Regions from separate parts of the Mus musculus genome. Here region 2 is linked to region 1. The links are chromatin contacts, called in public promoter capture Hi-C maps. All regions are on one chromosome and are shown on one strand. The core of a region is the stretch at or near the end of the contact, and the rest is flanking DNA. Distances in the headings are between cores, read along the strand shown. Region 1 holds the start of Atp6v1a (ATPase, H+ transporting, lysosomal V1 subunit A). Region 2 holds the start of Cep97 (centrosomal protein 97).

The links. Promoter capture Hi-C pulls out the DNA fragments that hold promoters and counts their contacts.
Region 2: a contact with region 1 is called in a promoter capture Hi-C map of second pharyngeal arch cranial neural crest. The contact joins the promoter of Cep97 here to the promoter of Atp6v1a in region 1. A contact is called at or near these places in 1 of 39 promoter capture datasets (second pharyngeal arch cranial neural crest) and 1 of 484 Hi-C or Micro-C datasets (B cells).

Annotation. Positions count from the first base shown.
Region 1 is chr16:44,137,353-44,143,753 of GRCm38.p6, reverse strand. It overlaps Atp6v1a (ATPase, H+ transporting, lysosomal V1 subunit A), which reads left to right and starts at 4,495. Exons shown (of 15, transcript NM_007508.6): 1 at 4,495-4,792. Naa50 (N(alpha)-acetyltransferase 50, NatE catalytic subunit) reads right to left here and starts at 3,963. Exons shown (of 5, transcript NM_001347239.1): 1 at 3,643-3,963. The coding sequence starts at 3,650.
Region 2 is chr16:55,931,082-55,937,182 of GRCm38.p6, reverse strand. It overlaps Cep97 (centrosomal protein 97), which reads left to right and starts at 2,335. Exons shown (of 11, transcript NM_028815.4): 1 at 2,335-2,430. The coding sequence starts at 2,388.

The sequences.
Region 1 (6,401 bases), core at 3,246-5,745:
AATCACTATAGTAACAACCCCGCACTCACCAAAGTGGATACCTCTTCAATTAGAAGATACACTTAAAAAAAATCATGATTGTATATTTCAAAACTCTCAACACAGCAAAGGAGGCATCATAAGGTATTTGCTAAAATTTGGTTATCTGGCTGGGCAGTGGTGGCACACACTTTTAATAATCTCAGCACTTGGGAGGCAGGAGCAGGTAGATTTCTGAGTTCAAGGCCAGCCTAGTCTACAGAGTGAGTTCCAGGACAGCCAAGGCTACACAGAGAAACCGCATATCAGGGAGGGAAAAAAAAATAGATTGCTATCTCAATCAACAGACAACAAATTTCTGGTTTACACAAAAAGCAAAATATGACCTGCTGCTATTCAGTTTCTTCAAAAAGTTTTAATGGTATACAAGATATACTTTGTATCCAGGCTCAGTAGCAAACAGTAAGGGCAAAGGATGGATCTGAAGGTTTGGGGCCCCACCCTGATTGAGAAGAGACACAGATACAAATGTTGTTCTCTATTTTCTATGTAACAAACACCTAGATAAAGACACAGAAGACTTCCTGGGCTTGTTCCCAGTATACATAACGACTATTTTGTATTTATCAACAAAGCTTCATTTATAACTATAGAATCTTATGTTCCCCAGTTGGCCAAGTTTCAACAGCATTTTATTTTGCTCTGTATTTATATTATTCCTACCTACCTTTTCATCTTTACTTTGGTCCACTTAGCATTCATATTTTATTTAAAGGCATTTTTATTAAAACTAATTTGTACCTCTTTATTATAATTGAAGGATAAGTGCATTTAGTTGTATTTTCTATAACACTGACAACGAATTACAGGGCCAGTCATTGCTGTCTGTGGCATACTGAATATCATCACCCCCAGAGAGGAGTAACAGATAAAAAGTAATCAGCTAGGCTTTGGTGGCGTACGCCTTTAATCCCAGCATTTGGGAGGCAGAGGCAGGTGGATTTCTGAGTTTGAGGCTAGCCTGGTCTACAGAGTGAGTTCCAGGACAGCCAGGGCTACACAGAGAAACCCTGCCGGGGGGGGGGGGGGGGGGGGGGGGGGAAGAAATCAGCTTACCAACCACAAATTCAAGCCAAGTCTTTGGTCCATAAAAAAAAAAAAAAAGACCTCACTGGAAAGAGCAAATAGTCTAATAATGTAGTTCTCGTTTTTCTAGATATGCACATAAAAATACAGTAGTTATTAATTGCAAAATTATCTACTATGGAGATAAGGAAAATACATGATTTACAACTGGATATCCTGTTGCTATTACTAATAAGAATACTAAAGTAAAAAATATGAAATAAAAACATTTTTAAAAGTAAGCTTAAAAAGTTTCAATGCCCAAAATTTAAATCATAGGAGGGGGTGTTTCAGTTTTCTAAACTTCAGATTCATCTATTTAACTATGTTTGGTAAGCTCAATATACAATAAAACTTTAGCAAATAAAACTTCAAAGAAAATTCATGGAATAGAGTCTTTCCAATGAAGAGTCTGGAGACTGAATACAGAAGACATTTATACAAGTTCTGTATCTCAAGGACATTAACATCTTAATAAAACAAAACAACAAAGTAAAACTGCACTATACCCTGATCTCATTTTAGTATCTTAAAAGGAAGGAAAGGAAAATTTTAAGTCCCGTGCTTATTGGGAGTTAGTTAGGGAAAAATCAAATATACCTGTGAAATCATCTTAAAAGTTGTTTAGTCCAGAACCCAATTCTAAGCCCTCAACCCTAAAAAAATAAAACAATTTACTTAAGGAGTCTTAATTTTGAGCCTAACTACTGGCCTAAAATATGGATTCAACAATTCCAAGTTTGCCCAGTAACGCATTTCTAGGCATCTGCCTCCATCGTGTTACACTTAAATATCTATTTAAATACAAAGAGCCAGCTGGTGCTGGTGGCTCAAGCCCGTAATACTAGCAACTCAAAGGGCTGAGGGAGGCAAGAAGATTGTTGCCAAGTTCAGCGTCAGCCTGAGCAACTTAGTGAGACTCTACCTCAAAATAAAGTGCTGGGGACGTAGCTCAGTGGCAGAGTACTTGCAGAGCACCGAATACTTTGCTTCAATTCCAAGAACTCCAGTTAGTTAATAAAGTAGAATTGCTTCAAGAGTATACTAGATAAAAGTTCCAATAGACTGCCAACAGCACCACGGTGTGGTTCCATTTCTATTGTCAAGTATCAGAAAGACTAATCCTACACTTGAAATTGAACTAGACCCAATATTTTTAACCTAAACATCCAGAATAATTTCTTAGTCTTGTTATCTTCATTGCTTTTACTATAACAGAACATGACAAGTATGTTCTGAGTGTGTAGCAATGAGTAGAAAAAAATGACAGCATCAAAGTCGTACTCTACTAGAAAAATAAAACTTCCTAAAAATAACTGGATCATATTTTTAAAAATTACCAAGCATCCTGGATCATGGCTCAGGTGGAGCAAACATCCCCCCAAAAATGCCAAAAATAAAACCCAAAAAACACCGAATGAAAAACTAACATTTAAAGCAAACCAGAGTTTAGAAAAAATGTTTTCTATTTAGATTTAAAATCAAAACTTTCTCAGAATCATTTCAGAGGTATGGGACCTTCATTTTACACAGAACAAGCTTGTTTGGAGAAACGACTTACTTCGCTCTCCATAAAACGATGTTGAATAAACAACTAACTGAAACTGTAGTTATAATTTTCAGCTGACTTAGAAAGAAAAGACCGTTTAATATGTTTAAGCTTTCTTTTTTTTTCTTCTAATGACTGTAAGTAAAGGCAACCTCCAAAACTCGCGACGCTAAATACTGTAACAGTATATAAATCAATGGAAAGGAAATACTTCCTATCAAACGGGAACAGTTAAACCAAAATAACTTCTAATGTTACGGAAGATTTGCAAGATTAAACCTCAACTTTGCTAACGAAGAGCAAAAGCAGCAGCTCTCCTCCTTGCACTGGAGGGGGGGGGCAACACACACACACACACACACACACACACCACTGAAGCAATAGCTCCACCTACTGATCCATGGCTACTTCCTTAAACATTTTGGCACCCCAAAGTCTACACCGCTCCAGTTTATTCCCCCTCCCCTCCCGACCGCCCGCCTTCCTCCACTCGCTCTGACCCAACCCAAGTCCGTTGAGTCACTAGCTCCTAGCACTCATCCCCCGTGCTCTTTATTCCAATTCCTTTTCCCTCCAGAAGGTTCTGCACGGCCCACAAGTCTTAAGAAAACCCGCAACGTGTCAAAGCCCGCGGCCACAGCGCCGTTCCCGGATCTGGAGGAGCACCTTCAGGTGGCTCGGTGGTGCGCTCCCGGGAAGAGGCCCCCGGGCGCCTCATTCCTCCTCCCCGTGATCTCAGGCGGTGCACACACGTGAAACCGTGGACTCGCGCCCTTGCCTCCGTCGGCCCTTCAGCCCGCCAACAGCCGGCCTAGCCTCCGCCCCCCTCCGGGAGCCGCGGGACCGGGGAAGCCCGGCCATGACCCTCCGCCCGGGCTTCGCGCGCGTCTCTTCCCCGCAGCGCTCTCCCTGTCCATCGACCCACGCCCCTCTCCTGGGCCCCGGCCGCCGGGGTCCCCCCCACACCCCCGCCAGCTGCCCTTCCTCACCCTTTCATCTTCCCCGTCTGCTGAGGCCGTCGTTACAGCCGCCGCCAACGCCGTCGTCCTCGTCGCCCGGAGCTCTCCGCCCGCGCCCTGAGCTCAGACCACTCAACCCCACACGCCGGTCTTTTGGCTGAGAAGCCAAGCCAGGCCCTGAGGCTCCGGGAGACGCGGGGAAATCTGCCGCCGCGCTGCCGCCGCCGCCGCTCCTCCACACGTGCACTCGGGACACTCGGCTCCCGCCCGCAGCTGCCGCCAGCCAGACCCGCCGCCGCGCTGTGACCTTTCACCCCGCCCCTCAACGCGCCGGCGCGGCCGCCGCGTCGCGCGCAGGCGCAGTGCTCCGCGCCGCCAGGATTCCCCGCCCCCCGCTCTCCAGGGGCCGGGCCTACGGCCCGCTAGCTCCTCCCACCCTTTGCGACACTCTCTAGGGGATCTGGCTTGGTAGGCTCCGGCGGCAAAATCCGGATCTTTCCACCCTTCTCTCGCTTTCAAGCCAGCAGGATCAGCCTTTCCCGCCCCCCACCCCGATTCCTTTCTAGCCCTCCAGTGACCTTCAAACCCTCTGGCCGACTAATAGGGTTTTGTAAAACGGATTCTTCTCAATGTAAGAAAGCCCATGGGAACTTGCAGTAAATGTGTTTTAAATTCAAAAGGTAGTGATGGGTCCGGATAACTTGGCGATCCTCCAGCAGGCAAACCTCACAGGGTTTTTTTTTTTTTAAATCACGTGATAGGCTTAACGTCTTCCAGCCCAGGATTTTACTGGGGCCTTAGAGGCGGGACTCATGGCCATTTCCGGTCCCTAGAGCGTGACTTAGCGTCACTTCCTTAGCAATGCACTTTAACCCTTGCCATCCTCGTCTTCTGTACTGTAGTTTCTGTAACCCCCGTCATTGTAAAAAAAAAAAGAAAAAGAAAAGAAAAAGAAACTAACGCTTTTCTGAAGTCGCGGAACCATTCACATCCAAGGCGGTCCGCAAAGATTTAAGCCTGCGAGACGCGGCGTGACGGGCGAGGGGAAGCGGGGTGGGGCTTGAGGACACATGACTAGCTAGGACTGGCCCGCCTCCTGCAGCTGAAGACTTCCCCTCTCTCAGTGACAGAGCCTCTGGGTCCCGTCTAGGTACACTTTCTGCATTTCGAGCCCGGGCAGGTGAGGTGCGACAGGTAACTCGTGGCTGGTGGGGACGATTGACAGGGTGAGAGCAGATAGGGTGTGTGAATCGCGGCCTGCGGATGCTTGGGGCTCCCTTTCCGTTGTCCTCCTGCACGGGCGAGGAGCTCATTTCTGCTAGACCCCTGGCCCTTCACCATCACCGTGGTCCATTGACTAGGGATTATGATGCCCACCTTTTCCCTGGGTTGAGAGCGAGTACGGCCATTATGGTTCCCTATTTGGAGCCTTTGGGGCTGATTCAGGTGGTAGGATTGTGTTAGCTATTTCTTGGGGGTCTGCAACAACCGACGGATCCCATTCCCCTAAACTCCTTCCTTGGGAAAGGCCATGGCCCGGGTGATCCGGATGGTAGGAAAACCCCGGGAGGCAGAGGCGTCTCCGGTGAGACAGGCTTGGGAGGGGATGTCACTGAGATGGCCCTCACTGCAGAGTCACACTGAAGGGCTTTCCCCACAAATGTGCGTTCTCAGTGATCCTAAGGGTTTGCCGACATCCTTGCAGAGGTTCAGGGAGTCTTCAGATGAGACTGGAAGGGTAAGAGCGGGCCTTACACCTTTTTTTTCGGAGAGAAGGTGGTTGTACTCTCCTCAGAACAGGGTGTTGGTAATGCGACAGTCTCGGTTGGTTGGGAAGGTGATGAAAGGTGGTGTTGCCTTGTTGGGCTGGAGACCCAGACTAGCTTATGGGAAAGTGACGAGGTTTTCCCGAAGGGGAAGTAATTTTACGGAAACTGATCAGGCTGAAAACATCATTAATCCAAATCCATGTGTGTATAGTTTAAAGACTAGAAGATCGAGTCTAGACATTACTGACTTCATGTTTTCTGCCTGTGGGTCATTCCTTTTTGACATTTCTTTTAAGTCCTACATAATTGCCCTTCCCAGTCAGTTTAAAATTTGTGAAGTAATGCTTGTGCTCTTAATTCGCTTTTGCATTTGTTAAAAAATTCAAGTGACCCTTCTCAGACTTGAGAGTGCATAATATTTTGTGAAAATACAGAAATGGTTTTGCCTAGGGTTACCCAACCCTTTGTACTCCATTTTATGTGCACCGTAGTAGCCAATGTTTAAACCTCAAACAATGTACTTGACTGAAGGAATGTTCTTCAGTTTGGGGCTAAACTCTTTTATTTGTGCTACAAACTTAGAACGTTCCTTGTTTTGAAGCCGAAGGCCTTACAAAATCACAGATTTGACTTTTATAACCCAAATGATACATTTTCTTAGGGGAAATAAGATTTTCAGTTAAATCTTAGTTCTCTGCAATGTAATTGAGGAATCTGTTTTAAACTCTGCTGGGGGCTCGGGGATATGGTTCTTGCTTCCATGTAAGCTTGGTGTACTGGGTCCAACCCTCATACTAGAAAGAAAAAAAAATAGGAAAAAGATGGAATGATTATCTTACATTGATTGGTGCTCCCCCCCCCCCCTTTCCAGATTTTCTTATTTTTGAGAGCTAAAAGCTAAAACCTTAAACTCATAACGATTTAACAAGATAAAAAGACTGGCCTAAGCCAGTCGTAGTGGTGCATGCCTTTAATCCCAGCACTCGGGAGGCAGAGGCAGGCGGATTTCTGAGTTCGAGG
Region 2 (6,101 bases), core at 1,086-3,585, about 12 Mb before region 1:
AAGCCTAAAAAGCAGGAGATGGGATAGGGGGTTTCTGAAGGGGAGACCTGGAAAGGGGAAAACATTTGAAATAAAGAAAATATCCAAGAAAAAAATTAATTAAAAAATTGACAAATAAGACCTCATAAAATGCAAAGCTTCTGTAAAAACAAACAAACAAAAAACCTTAAAATACAGAAAAGTTTAAAACAATTTTTTTTCTTTGAGTTGGGGATGTATCTCAGTGGTTAAGTGCTTGCCTCAGATGAAGAGAGCCTAGTTTGATCCCTAACAGTTTCAGAAACCCAAAACCAAAAACAGTGAACAAGACAAGAGTGCTTCTCGTGTGAACTTTGTGAACGACAACACTCTTCAGTGATGAAAAGCCGGACACAACTGCATGGTCATCCCCAGTATGTGATCACCCTGTGGAGGGGTTCTCTGGGTTATTCTTGTTTGCTGATGTTGTTATTTGGTTTTTTTTTTTTGTTTGTTTGTTTTTGTTTCTGAGACAAGGTGCCTCTATGTGGCCAAGGCTGGACTTGGCATACTTCTCTCCTGGCCCTTCCTTTTTCTAAGTTACATATTCTCTCTCTCTCTCTCTCTCTCTCTCTCTCTCTCTCTCTCTCTCTCCATGAATGAGGTAGCACACATGTGGAACTCAGAACACAATTCACAATTTTCAGGAGTGGGTGATCATCTTCTACTGTGTGGGTTATGGGACTTGAACTCAGATCATCAGTCTTGGCAGCAAACTCCCCTACTGGCTAAGCTGTCTCTTCATCCTCTCCAATTGTTTTAATTTATGCACTGGCTGCTCTTCCAGAGGTCCTGAGTTCATTTCCCAGCAACCACATGGTGGCTCACAACCATCTGTAATGGGATCTGATGCCCTCTTCCGGTGTGTCTGATGTGTGTGTGTGTGTGTGTGTCTGATGTGTGTGTGTACATGTGTACTTGTTTTGTTTTTAGACAGAATCTCTCTGTTGCATAGCTCAGGCTATGATTAAACTCACTATGTAGACCAAGGTGGCCTTGAACTCACAGACATCCTCCTGCTTGCCTCTTCCAATATCTAACAATATATAGTCTTCCTCCCAACTGATGGGATTAAAATTTGGGCCACCACGACAGGCTTGCTTTGTTTTCAGACATATAAAGTTGTAAGACTGTTCTCCAAGTAAGGTGTCTACTGGTTAAAATGAAGGGGGGAATTCTTATTGTTTCTTCAGAAATAGAAAAGTATCTTTAGACTAAAGCAATGGGAAACAGAAAGGTCTTTAAGGGCAGTGATGCCAAAGGGAACCAGGAAAGAGGAAATGCTCTTAGAATTTTGAGCCTGAAAAGCTAGAAGCACCAAGTTACTGAATTTTCCTGAACAGGAATCCTCAGACTTCAGAGAGAGCCTTATAGCGAGTCATTCTATAGAGAAGCTAAAACCCTTTAAAATTAATTCAGACTTGTCAGAATGGGTAGCGGCCATAGAGACTTCTAGCAATGAGTTCTCAACATCAGTTTGTTTTAAACAATGTCCTTATAATGTGCCAGGTGGTAAAAGTGTTGAATTTCTCGAACACCAAGAGTAGCTTTTAGTACGTTGAGCAGTTGATGAAAGAAAGTGGAGCCCCCTTTGTACGATTGAGTTACCTTGTAAACCCTAGCTTAATTTTACTTCCCCTGTCAAGTTTTGTCCAAAGATTGTAATTTCTAGTTCCCGATTACCGAGTTCATAGTTAAATCAAAAAAAGATCAGCCTGTGCCCTCCCAACCAGGTAAAGTAAGTATTCCTGACTCTGGAAACTATTTTAAACTTTTTTGAATACTCTGGAAAAAGTTCTGGGTACATATGTATCAAATATACTCCTTGACCAAACTGTTCAATGTGTAAGAACCACCATTTAAAACAAAAATATCAGTTTCTGAGGCTTTAAATCTATTTAATTAGGTAAGATTGGGTAAATTGCAAATATAACGTATCCATTTGACTATGTCAAAATATTTCACTGTCATTCCTATAGAGAAGCTAAAACCTTTTAAACTTAATTCAGAATTGTCAAAATGGGTAGCTGCCATAGAGACTTCTGGCAATGAGTTCTCAAATTCAGTTTTAAACAACGTCTTTATAATGTGCCAGGTGGTAAAAGTGTCGAATTTCTCAAACACCTGGCCCTGGAGTGAAATGGTTTATCTAACAATACAGCTTGCTCACCAGATCAACTTTAGGTGTCAACCCGGGTCTTCTAAGCTTTACCTCCCACATTGTAGCCAGCAAGTCCCATCAGGGAGCCAATTGGGTCGAGTGAGTGCTGTGCATCCTGGGAGTTGTAGTTTGCAGCGCCCCACTGCTGACTACATGCTCTACAGAACGGCAGAAGACGGTTGCCTGGTGTCATTAGCAAGCGGCAAGTATGGCGGTGGCGCGAGTCGACGGGGCTCTGGCTCCGGGAGAAGGTACGATGATCCCTACCCCTAAATTCCAAAGTTTACTTCAGTATGTCATATTAAACAGTTGCTTGGTGTAAAGAGAAAGCCTGGGTTTAGAGGTGCAGTTTTGGACCAGTTCTTTTGATGAGGGGCTGTAAGCAACACGGAGGCGCACTTCCTACTGGGAGTTGTAGTCCCGCTGTCTGGTCCAGTCCCGCAACATTACTGTGAAGGCTGAATGAGGGACTTCAGTCCCCAGGAGCCTTCGCGGTGCCCGGCGCCCCTGTCCCGCGCTCTCCTTAGCCTGACTGGGGGCAGTGGGCTTCGGACTGCGGTGACCTTTCTGGGACGTTTACTTTGAGTTCCGAGTGCCCACAGGAAATTAGTGCAGCCTTTTTATTTCCCGTGCCTCTCCTTCTCGTCCGAGAACGTTCAGGAAGCATCTCATCTGAAACCGCATCACAGTCTGCTTGAACTCTTCTTTGGAAGTGACCAGTAGCCGTGGTAGAATCTGAGAATGACCCAGACACGCGTTGCTCCCCGATCATTCTGCAGGCCGGGTCCCGGGGTCGAGTTTGGTCTTTGTTTGGCAGAGCCCAGGTTGGGGGGTGCGCCTGTGCTTGGGAGATGCCTCCGTGGGGCGCCGACCTCAGAGCTTTTGTTTTGGTTACACTCTGAGGCGTGGTAGCAGCTGGCCCGATTGGGGCAGAGCAGGGTAGGTAGAGTTGAGGCTCATAACCCGGAGACCCTTGAGTTCCTACGGGAAGGAGTTCGGCTAAAACATGTGTCGACACTTAGGAATTGTGTGCGGACGCTAGGTGCGCTTTTCCAGGACAGTCTAGTTTTCATCTCGAAGAAGGGGCTCACGACGCCTCACGTGATAAGAAAACCGAAAAGCATTGAAACCCTCTAGGAGCGCAGAACCGAAAAATTACATCCCAAGGTAGCTCCAGTCTGATCGAAAAATTGAAATTGGCAGTTACTCAGGCCCCGCCCACTCTGATAGCTTCTTTTCTCAACCTTCCTAGCTCACCGAGAACAGCAGCAATAAGCACTTACAGAGCCATTCTCCCCGCCCCCAAAGAGCCAGATGATATTTTGGATGCCTTTCTCCCATTATCTCATGTTTTTATGTAGAACAATGTTTATATTATATTCTCACTCTTTTTCTTTTTTCTTTTCAAAGCCATGGTCTCATTATGTAGCTGTGACTGATCAAAAACTCAAAGAAATCCTCTTGCTTTTGCCTCTCCAGTGCTGGGATTAAAGGTGTGAGCTGTGCTGTGCACGTGGCTCATCCACTTTTTTTTTTTTTTTTTAAAAAAAACAACTTTATAGTTTTTAAAAAAGATTTATTTATTTATATGAGTACACTGTAGCTGCCTTCAGACACACCATAAGAGGTCATCAGATGGTTGTTAGCCACCATGTGGTTGCTGGGAATTGAACTCAGGACCCCTAGAAGAGCAGTCAGTGCTCTTAACCACTCTGAGCCATCTCTCCAGCCTTTTTTTTTTTTAAGATTTATTTACTTTATGTATGTGAGTACACTGTCACTGTCTTCAGACACACCAGAAGAGGGCATCAGATCCTCATTACAGATGGTTGTGAACCACCAAGTGGTTGCTGGGAATTGAACTCAGAACCTGGACGAGCAGCCAGTGCTCTTAACGGCTGAGCCATCTCTCCAGCCCATTGTTTTTCAAGACAGGATTTCTCTGTGTAGCCCTGGCTGTCCTGGAACTGGTTCAGAAAACTAATCTGGCCTTGAACTCAAGGAGATGCCTTTGCCACGGAGTGCTGGGATTAAAGGCCACCACTGCCTAGCTGTTTTGTTTTGTTTTGTTTTTTCAAGACAGGGGGGTCTCAGTATGTAGCTCTGGTTGTCCCAGAACTCACTAGATAGACGGAGCTGACCTTGAAAGTGAAGAGAGGTTGGCACTTTAAAAATCGCCTGGCTGTCATCTATGTCTTGTAGAATAGAAAAGTTAACTCAAAGAAGAAATGGAGAGGGGAGAGGCTAAGAGAGTGACTCTTGGAGGAAAGACATGGGAGGACACAGCGAGGAGTCAGCCAGCCTCTAGGAGAGGGGTCTCAGTTATCAAACCTGCCAACACCTTAGTTTTGGGTGTTTCAGACTTTGAAAAATAAATGATAAAAAGAGAAGGAAACTTGTCTGAAGTGATTAAAAGGGTGGGGGGCTACAGTCTGGATTTGTGATTAGCTGGGGTTGGGGGTGGGAGTGTGGGGGGTAGGGGCTACAGTCTGACTTTGTGCTACAAGTGCTTTATTTAGTGCTGCCTGCAACCTTGTGAAATTAGAAAATCATTGCATTCCATCGATTAATTATCTACACTGTGATTTTCAAAATGACTTCGAAGTCGCTGGGAGAGAGTAGTTGGCACAGTGCTTGCTGTATGTGACAAGCATGAGGGCCCCGAGTTCCATCCTCAAAACCCAAGTAAAAGGTGGAGCTTGGTGGCAGGAGCTTGTGGTCTCAAGTGCCGGGAAAGTGACATGGGCGGAGTCTTAGTGCTTGTTGGCCAAGTAGCTTACTCTGCTTGATGAGCTCCAGGCCAGTGAGAGATCCTGCCTTGAAAAACAAAGTGAGGGCTGTAGAAATGGCTCAGTGGGTAAGAACACTCGAAGTGACAGTGTGCAGACTGGAGTTCAAATCCCCAGCATCCATGGGCAAAGCCCCAGCACCTAGTGCATACATGGAAAAGCTCAGCACCTAGTGCTATGGAGGTTGCTGACTTCCAATCCAGCGCTAGGCTTTAAGGCCCACTGAGAGAGTGGGTCAAGAGAATAAAGAGTAACAGAACGGGACACCCAGCATTCTCCTCTGGCTTCCCTGGGCATGCATGATAGACACTGCCCACCACTCCCGTGCACACGACTTTGGGCTCTTGAAGATGTACTTGAAGTTAGGTTATAAACATTTTGATCTCTATATAAAAAAGTAAGTTTTAGGGTCTGATGTGATGATAGCTATAATTCCAGTATTTGGGAGTTGGGGGAAAGAAGATCAGGAGTTCAAATTTAGCCTTGGATACATAGTTTATGCCAGCCTAGCCAGCATCAGACCCTGTCTGAAAACAACAGCAAAAGATAAAACAAAACACAAAAACCCCAAACAACAATAACAAAAACCAATCTAAGACAAAGAAAAAAATTGAAAGATTGAAAAAAGGGGGAAATTAGCCAGGAGGTGATGGCACCCTCCTTTTGTTATGCCCAGTTCTTGGCAGAGATCACAGATGTAAACACACAGTCTTATCATCAGGATGCTACCTTCCCTGCTCCGCAGGTTAGGAATGCAACACTGGAGTCTAGAGGATTGGGGTATATATATGGGAAAAGGGTAGGCTGGGGCTTTCAAGCATGGCCTTACCTGATTGGGTGTGAGGTAAAGGAATGCTAGCATTCGAAACTGAGAACATTTGTTTTGACAGCAAGGAGGGACCATACAACTGGAAAAGGACCTTTTTGGTCTGGGAAGAACGGACTCATTTGGTTATTTTTCTAAGCTGGCCCCAGCTGTCTGGGACCACCTGGTTGTCTCTTTCCCATAGCTTAACACTTCAAGGACATTAAATTTCTGCCCCCTTCAAAGACAGGAGACATCTGCAGGCGTCAGGGCTCACTGGAAAGGAATCTTCTCTTTAATCTCAGCACTAGGGAGATGGGCAAGAGGA